2 separate regions of the Mus musculus genome follow, and region 1 is linked to region 2. The links are chromatin contacts, called in public HiChIP or PLAC-seq maps. All regions are on one chromosome and are shown on one strand. The core of a region is the stretch at or near the end of the contact, and the rest is flanking DNA. Distances in the headings are between cores, read along the strand shown.

What was found. HiChIP or PLAC-seq counts read pairs in DNA pulled down with a chosen protein or histone mark.
Region 1: an H3K27ac HiChIP or PLAC-seq map of embryonic stem cells shows a contact between it and region 2, with 7 read pairs. The contact joins two enhancer-like sites. A contact is called at or near these places in 13 of 484 Hi-C or Micro-C datasets (the C2C12 cell line, Th2 cells, bone marrow-derived macrophages and 10 more), 9 of 115 datasets of contacts at active chromatin or transcription factors (bone marrow-derived macrophages, craniofacial prominence, embryonic stem cells and 1 more) and 4 of 9 other capture datasets (adipose tissue, embryonic stem cells, liver and 1 more).

What each region holds. Positions count from the first base shown.
Region 1 is chr8:94,189,692-94,192,645 of GRCm38.p6, reverse strand. No RefSeq gene overlaps it. Among named protein-coding and RNA genes, the nearest start is that of Gm39228, 7.8 kb to the right of the region's middle. Within about 2 kb of position 1,360, at least 150 of the 459 cell types and tissues checked have an H3K27ac peak or open chromatin away from gene starts, as enhancers often do. A contact at or near this core is called in embryonic stem cells, where this site is marked.
Region 2 is chr8:94,067,532-94,070,551 of GRCm38.p6, reverse strand. It overlaps Ogfod1 (2-oxoglutarate and iron-dependent oxygenase domain containing 1), which reads right to left. Exons shown (of 13, transcript NM_177767.4): 13 at 2,630-3,020. It overlaps Bbs2 (Bardet-Biedl syndrome 2 (human)), which reads left to right. Exons shown (of 17, transcript NM_026116.3): 16 at 442-590; 17 at 2,170-2,600. The coding sequence ends at 2,276. Among named protein-coding and RNA genes, the nearest start is that of Bbs2, 29 kb to the left of the region's middle. Within about 2 kb of position 1,556, at least 7 of the 459 cell types and tissues checked have an H3K27ac peak or open chromatin away from gene starts, as enhancers often do. A contact at or near this core is called in embryonic stem cells, where this site is marked.

The DNA of each region.
Region 1 (2,954 bases), core at 111-2,610, 120 kb before region 2:
ACTCAGAGATCTGTCTGCCTCTGTCTACTGAGTGCTGGGATCAAAGGCATGTGCTACTGTGCCTGGCCCTTTTTTTTCCCCCCTTGAGTGTCTCATTCTGTAGCCTAGGCTAGGCTAGCCTGGAACTCACCATGTAGTCTAGGCTAGATTGAACGTGTTGCAATCCTCCTGCCTAAGCCTCTTAAATGCTGGTGAGGGTCTAGAAGTCAGATAGAGCCCTGAGAGGCAGACAATAAAAAGAGAAGCCACCACTAGGTGACAAAAATGGCGAACCCAGGCTTCTTCTTTACCCTTCTGACCAAGGCCTAACATCTTTTTTTTTTCTTTTTTCTTTATTTATGTAAGTACACTGTAACTTTTTTCAGACACACCTGAAGAGGGCATCAGATCTCATTACAGGTGGTTGTGAGCCACCATGTGGTTGCTGGGATTTGAACTCAGGACCTCTGGGAGAGCAGTCAGTGCTCTATTAACCGCTGAGCCAACTCTCCAGCCCGGTTTATCATTTTCTAAGTCTAGTTTTCCGCTATTCCTGTCAACCTCATGGATCCCGAAGTCCTTTTTTAATGAATTTGCCTTGCCTAATTTACCTAGACCTCACCCCTGCAGCTTGTGCCCAGAGAATCCCAGATGGTATAGGGCTTGCTTTCAGAATTCACACAGTACGGTGGGTGCCCTCTCAGAAGATGTCCAGCCACCCCGCATCCCTTGAAAAATGAGATATACAGCATTTCCCATGGAAACGCAAGTCCCAGGCTTGGCCCACCAGTTCTTGTGGCTGCCATTTAGAATAGGTTCTTTACAGTCACACATGTCACTCTAGTTACACACACGCCCTGGGGGCCCTTTTGTTAGATGCTCCACGTGCATTTTGAATTTACACTCTTCAGAAGAGAGAATCTAACTGGTTTCTCTCTTTTGAACTACTATGGATTATATAGGGTTGGATAGGGTATCATGCCAAGCCCTCAGACTTAACTTCCTGCTTCCTCCGCTCATCCACCGACAGTTTCCCTGCTGTGGGCAAGACGTGGTCACGTGAAGGAGTGAGTGAGGGCCTTAAAGATGGCTCAGTGGGTGAAGGTACCTTTTAGCCAAACTGGGCGATCTGAATTTGATCCCTAGGACATGGTGGGCGAGAACTACCTCCTAAAAATGATCTCTGCCGTGCATACACTTGTCATGCCACATGCACATGAATGTGCGCACACACTCCCCCTAAGTGTAATAAACAGCGTGATTGGTGCGGTTCTGAGTTCCGCTTCCTCCCTCGGGGTGTCTAAGCACCACTGCACACTCCGGGGGTCAGGATGGGGGCATGAAGCGGACGGAACCCGGAAGGGTTGCGTCAGCAGGATCTCGGTCCAGCTGTGAGTTGGGGGCGGGGCTTCTCCGAGGATTTCAGAGTTAGAGCTCTTTTACATGGTGTTCAGTGACTCAGCTTTCTTAGCAGATGACCTGCAGCGAAACTGCTTGCTCCTTTAAATTAGAGGTGAACAAAGGTCATATGAACTGTGAGGAGTGGTTTTCAGGGTGAGAGTAAATTATTGGCTGTGGCGGGGGTGGGGGGTAGGGGGTGGGAATCGGAATGCTTCATTTACATGGAGAGGAATTCCAGGTGCTTTGGAGGCAGGTTCTTAATGGGAGAGATGGAAGTTGAACCTTGGCCACGGACTACATGACTTTCCAGGGGTAGAGGATATGTGCAGGGTCTTGCTCTCCAGATAAGGTCAGGCAAAGAAGGGAAAGCCCCACAGAGAAAGGTAGTCCTCCACTTTGTGCCAAGCTCAGAACCTATCTGGACATGGTGGACTGCCGACCTTAATTGTAGGGTCTTCCAACAAGTAGAGATGTCTTCTGACCTCGTGGCTTCTCCCAAGAGGCCCACACATCTGTCTTAGCTTATTCCATACCAACTACCCTAAAGTCGGGGGGGGGGGGGGACAGGAATGGAGCCATTTAAAGATGGAGATGTTCAAACTGTAGTGGTCCAGCTCAGAAGCAACGCTCTGACGTGGTAACTGATCCCCAAATAACACGATGTAGGTGCAGCTTGCCAGGACTGTAGCCATCTTGATTATCCCTGTGACTATCCTGGAGTAACCCTAGTTAGTGGTCACTGCACAATTTCTTAGCAAACCATGAGTTGATAAGGTGGAGTCATTTATGAGACTTTGCAGTCAGACTGGCAGGATGCACCCGGCTCTTCATGATCATCTTAAGATAAGCCAGCTACCTTCCAGTAGTGTCAAGTCACTTTTGTTCAAGCCTTTAAACTCCCAACTGAGTCAAAATGTGGGATGCCAAATTGGACATTCTGGTGCCTGGGTCCACACTTCTGTCCGTAAATTCCCCCAGTAATTGTCACTCGTTAATTCTAGATGTGTCTGCATCTCTTTGACCTCACAGCCCCTTGTCCTCATCTTTTAGGACTGGGTTGTTCTGGAGGAAACAGAGCCTTGAAGACTTCTATCAGGGGGTCTGTTATATTTATATTTCCTCTCCTCTTGGAAGCTGAGTGGGGTTGGACCTGATTAGTATGTGACTGGCAGACAGTATCCGATACATGCTCATTTAACTTAGAGCACACTTATAGATTGCCTGCTGACTGCCACACACCATGGCTGGATGAGAGGGAGAGAGTCCTGAGTCCCTGATATGTGCCAGGGACTGTTCTAGACACATTCAGGTTCATGGCAGCCCCGTGTGCTCCCCATGATGAGACATGGGACTTGGCCACATGTCATCCTAAGACATGTCCCCAAGACAGGCTACTTGACATCCTAAGTGGGGGAGTGGGTCTAGCTAGCTAGGCAGCCTGGCTCCACAGCCCATGTTCTCAACAACTTGCCAGGTTTTTTCACAATGGTGTACCGAACCTTCTGAAACTAAGCAAGCCGTTCTAAAAATACCCACGCCAAAAGCATTCAATTTACCGTAATCTTATCTCACAG
Region 2 (3,020 bases), core at 307-2,806:
AGGACAGACAGCCACCGCCTCGATGTCTTTTCCCTACAGACCAGTTCAGAGCTTAAGTTTCTAAATCTAAACAAATCATGGACCAATTACTCAAAAAGATCACTTGTTTTCTATTTATCTGGGAAAAAAGAGAGGGTATGTTTAAGGAAACTTTTGGATGTTTTCAAAGCAGTAATTAGTCTGTATTAGTGAGAATACAACTAAAAATGTGCCTGCCTGCCCTGCCCTGCCCTGCCCTGCCCTGCCCTGCCCTGCCCTCGCCCCCTCTCTTGCCCCACCCTCTCCCTCCCTCCCTCCCTTCCTTCCATTCTTTTGAGCCCAGGCTCTCACTAGTGGCCCAGGCTGGCTTTGAACTGTGCGCCATCATGCTTGGCTATTCTCCTTTTCAGTGAGTCAGAGGCTTGTTGAGTGTTGATGCCAGGCTTCTATTGATTTACACAGGAAAACAATGAAGAGTCGTTACATGGAGCTCTATGACCTTAATAAAGATTTGCTGAATGGATACAAGATTCGCTGTAACAACCACACAGAACTGCTAGGAAACCTGAAGGCGGTGAACCAAGCAATCCAAAGAGCAGGCCGTCTGCGCGGTAAGTCTTTCCCTGGTACCTGATTTGCCTATGGTATTTTGAAAACATGAGGGTCACAGAAGATTGTGGATACATTATAAAACTCACACTGAAGCCCAAAGCAGCCTTCCTTCAACACTCCAGAGCTGGCCCTGGCTTCTACTACTCAACCCAGGACTTTAGTTTTCTCTAGACAGATTTTTGGTTTTATTGTTCTGTTTTTTAAAGAAATAAAGCCTTGCAGGGCATGGTGGCATACACCTTTAATCCCAGCACTTAAGAGGTAGAAGAAGCAGGCAGATCTCTTGTTAGTATAGGCCAGCCTGACCTACAGAATGAGTCCCAGGACAGCCAAGGCTACATGAAGAAACCCTGTCTCAATAAATAAATAAATAGCCGGGCGTGGTGGCTCACGCCTTTAATCCCAGCACTTGGGAGGCAGAGGCAGGCGGATTTCTGAGTTCGAGGCCAGCCTGGTCTACAGAGTGAGTTCCAGGACAGCCAGGGCTACACAGAGAAACCCTGTCTCGAAAAACCAAAATCCAAAAAAAAGAAAAAAAGGAATAAAACCCTAAATTCCTTTTCTAAGATCTTGCTGTAGCTGCTAAAGCAGCAATTATCACCCTGTGGGGTGTGACCTCTCTGGAGGTCACATATCAGAAAATTACAATTTATAACAGTAGCAAAAGTGGTTATGAGTAGCAAAGAAATAATTTTATGGTTGGGGGTAACCACAACATGAAGAATTAACTATATCACAGGGTTGCAGCATTAGGAAGGTTGAGAACCACTGTCCTAAAGGAAAACTTAGTTTTATAATCCAAAGGAAGAAAATAACTTTGTAAGTTAGGGACGGAAAAAAACAAAACAAAACAAAAAAAAACCAACAACTGAAAATAACTTGGGCAAGCATCCATCTTGGAAGCGTAGAGAGTTGTGGGATAGGCCACAGGAAATGGAAATGCGGCCGGAGAGCTGCTGATTCCGCTGCTTCGATCAAGCTGCCTTTGTTAGGAGTGCAAGCTGAGTCATCTCTACAAACCTACTTTGATTCTGGCTTGGGATGACCTCTAAGTTTTTTTGTAATAAATTCTGTCTTTCCTAGAAGGTAGCAAGTTTTTTTTGTTTTTTTTGTTTTTTTGTTGTTTTTGTTTTTTTTTCGAGACAGAGTTTCTCTGTATAACCCTGGCTGTCCTGGAACTCACTTTGTAGACCAGGCTGGCCTCGAACTCAGAGATCCACCTGCCTCTACCTCCCGAGTGCTGGGATTAAAGACGTGAGCTACCACACCCTGCAGGAGGTAGCAAGTTAGCTATGTATATGTATATGTAATTCTTTTCTACCCTGGTTTTATGCTGTCTTCAAACTGTCCTTACCCCCCACCTCTTTTCTTTCAGACAGGGTTTCTCTGTTTAGCCCTGGCTATCCTGGAACTCACTCTGTAGACCAGGCTGGCCTTGAACTCAAAGATCTGCCTGCCTCTGCCTCCAGAATGCTGGGATTAAAGGCGTGCGCCACCAACCTGGCTTGGCTTTGAATCTCTAATTTCCCTTTTAATCATATTTTGGGAAGCACCGACTCAATGTTTTTTCTCACACAGTTGGAAAGCCAAAGAACCAGGTGATCAGTGCTTGTCGGGATGCGATTCGAAGCAACAACATCAACACCCTCTTCAGAATCATGCGAGTGGGCACTGCTCCTTCATAGGAGACAGGGAAAGAGGAAGGAAGCCCCTGCAAAAGGTCTAGACACGGAGCCTGGCTGGCTCCCGATCACAGCCTGGGCATCCAGCTGCTAAGGATGAAACCATGCTAACTGATACAGCTAAGGACAAAGCACTCCGGCTGAAAGCCTCCTTCATTGATATCAGTGGTGTTGCTGATTTGTATCTTAAAATATATCACCATTTCAGAATTTAACTTGTTTTTGTACATAAAGTTAGTGTATGAATTTATTCCCCCCGAAATTGTTACTGAAATTTAAAATGGAGTACCTACTTTTTCATTAAAAATAAAAGGCACTGGTCTTCCTTGTTGTTGTTTATAAATTACCACCATAGCAGAAATGCACAAACACTTTTATTTTGTGGGGAAAACAAAAAATACAGACATCCATTTTTTTTTATCACTCAAATGTATGTGTAAACATTTATATTAAGGGAAAACAAATCTAAAGGCAGTCTATCAGTTGGGGTAGCATTAGCTGGAATACAGATCTCCAAACGCATCTCTGGCTGCTCCTTTTTATTCTTAAGGAGCCACTGAAAACTGTTTTCATTCTTGTCTGCAGCGGCGGCCTTAGTGGCTCCCTCTGAGCCCAGCCTGACAAAGTGCCTTACAACCTTGTATTTACCCAACAGGAGAGAGGGAAGAGAGGGCAGAGAGGAGCCATGCTTCCTAATACAGGGCAGGGTGGCCATGCTGACACGCTTACGGCAGCACACAGTTGTCA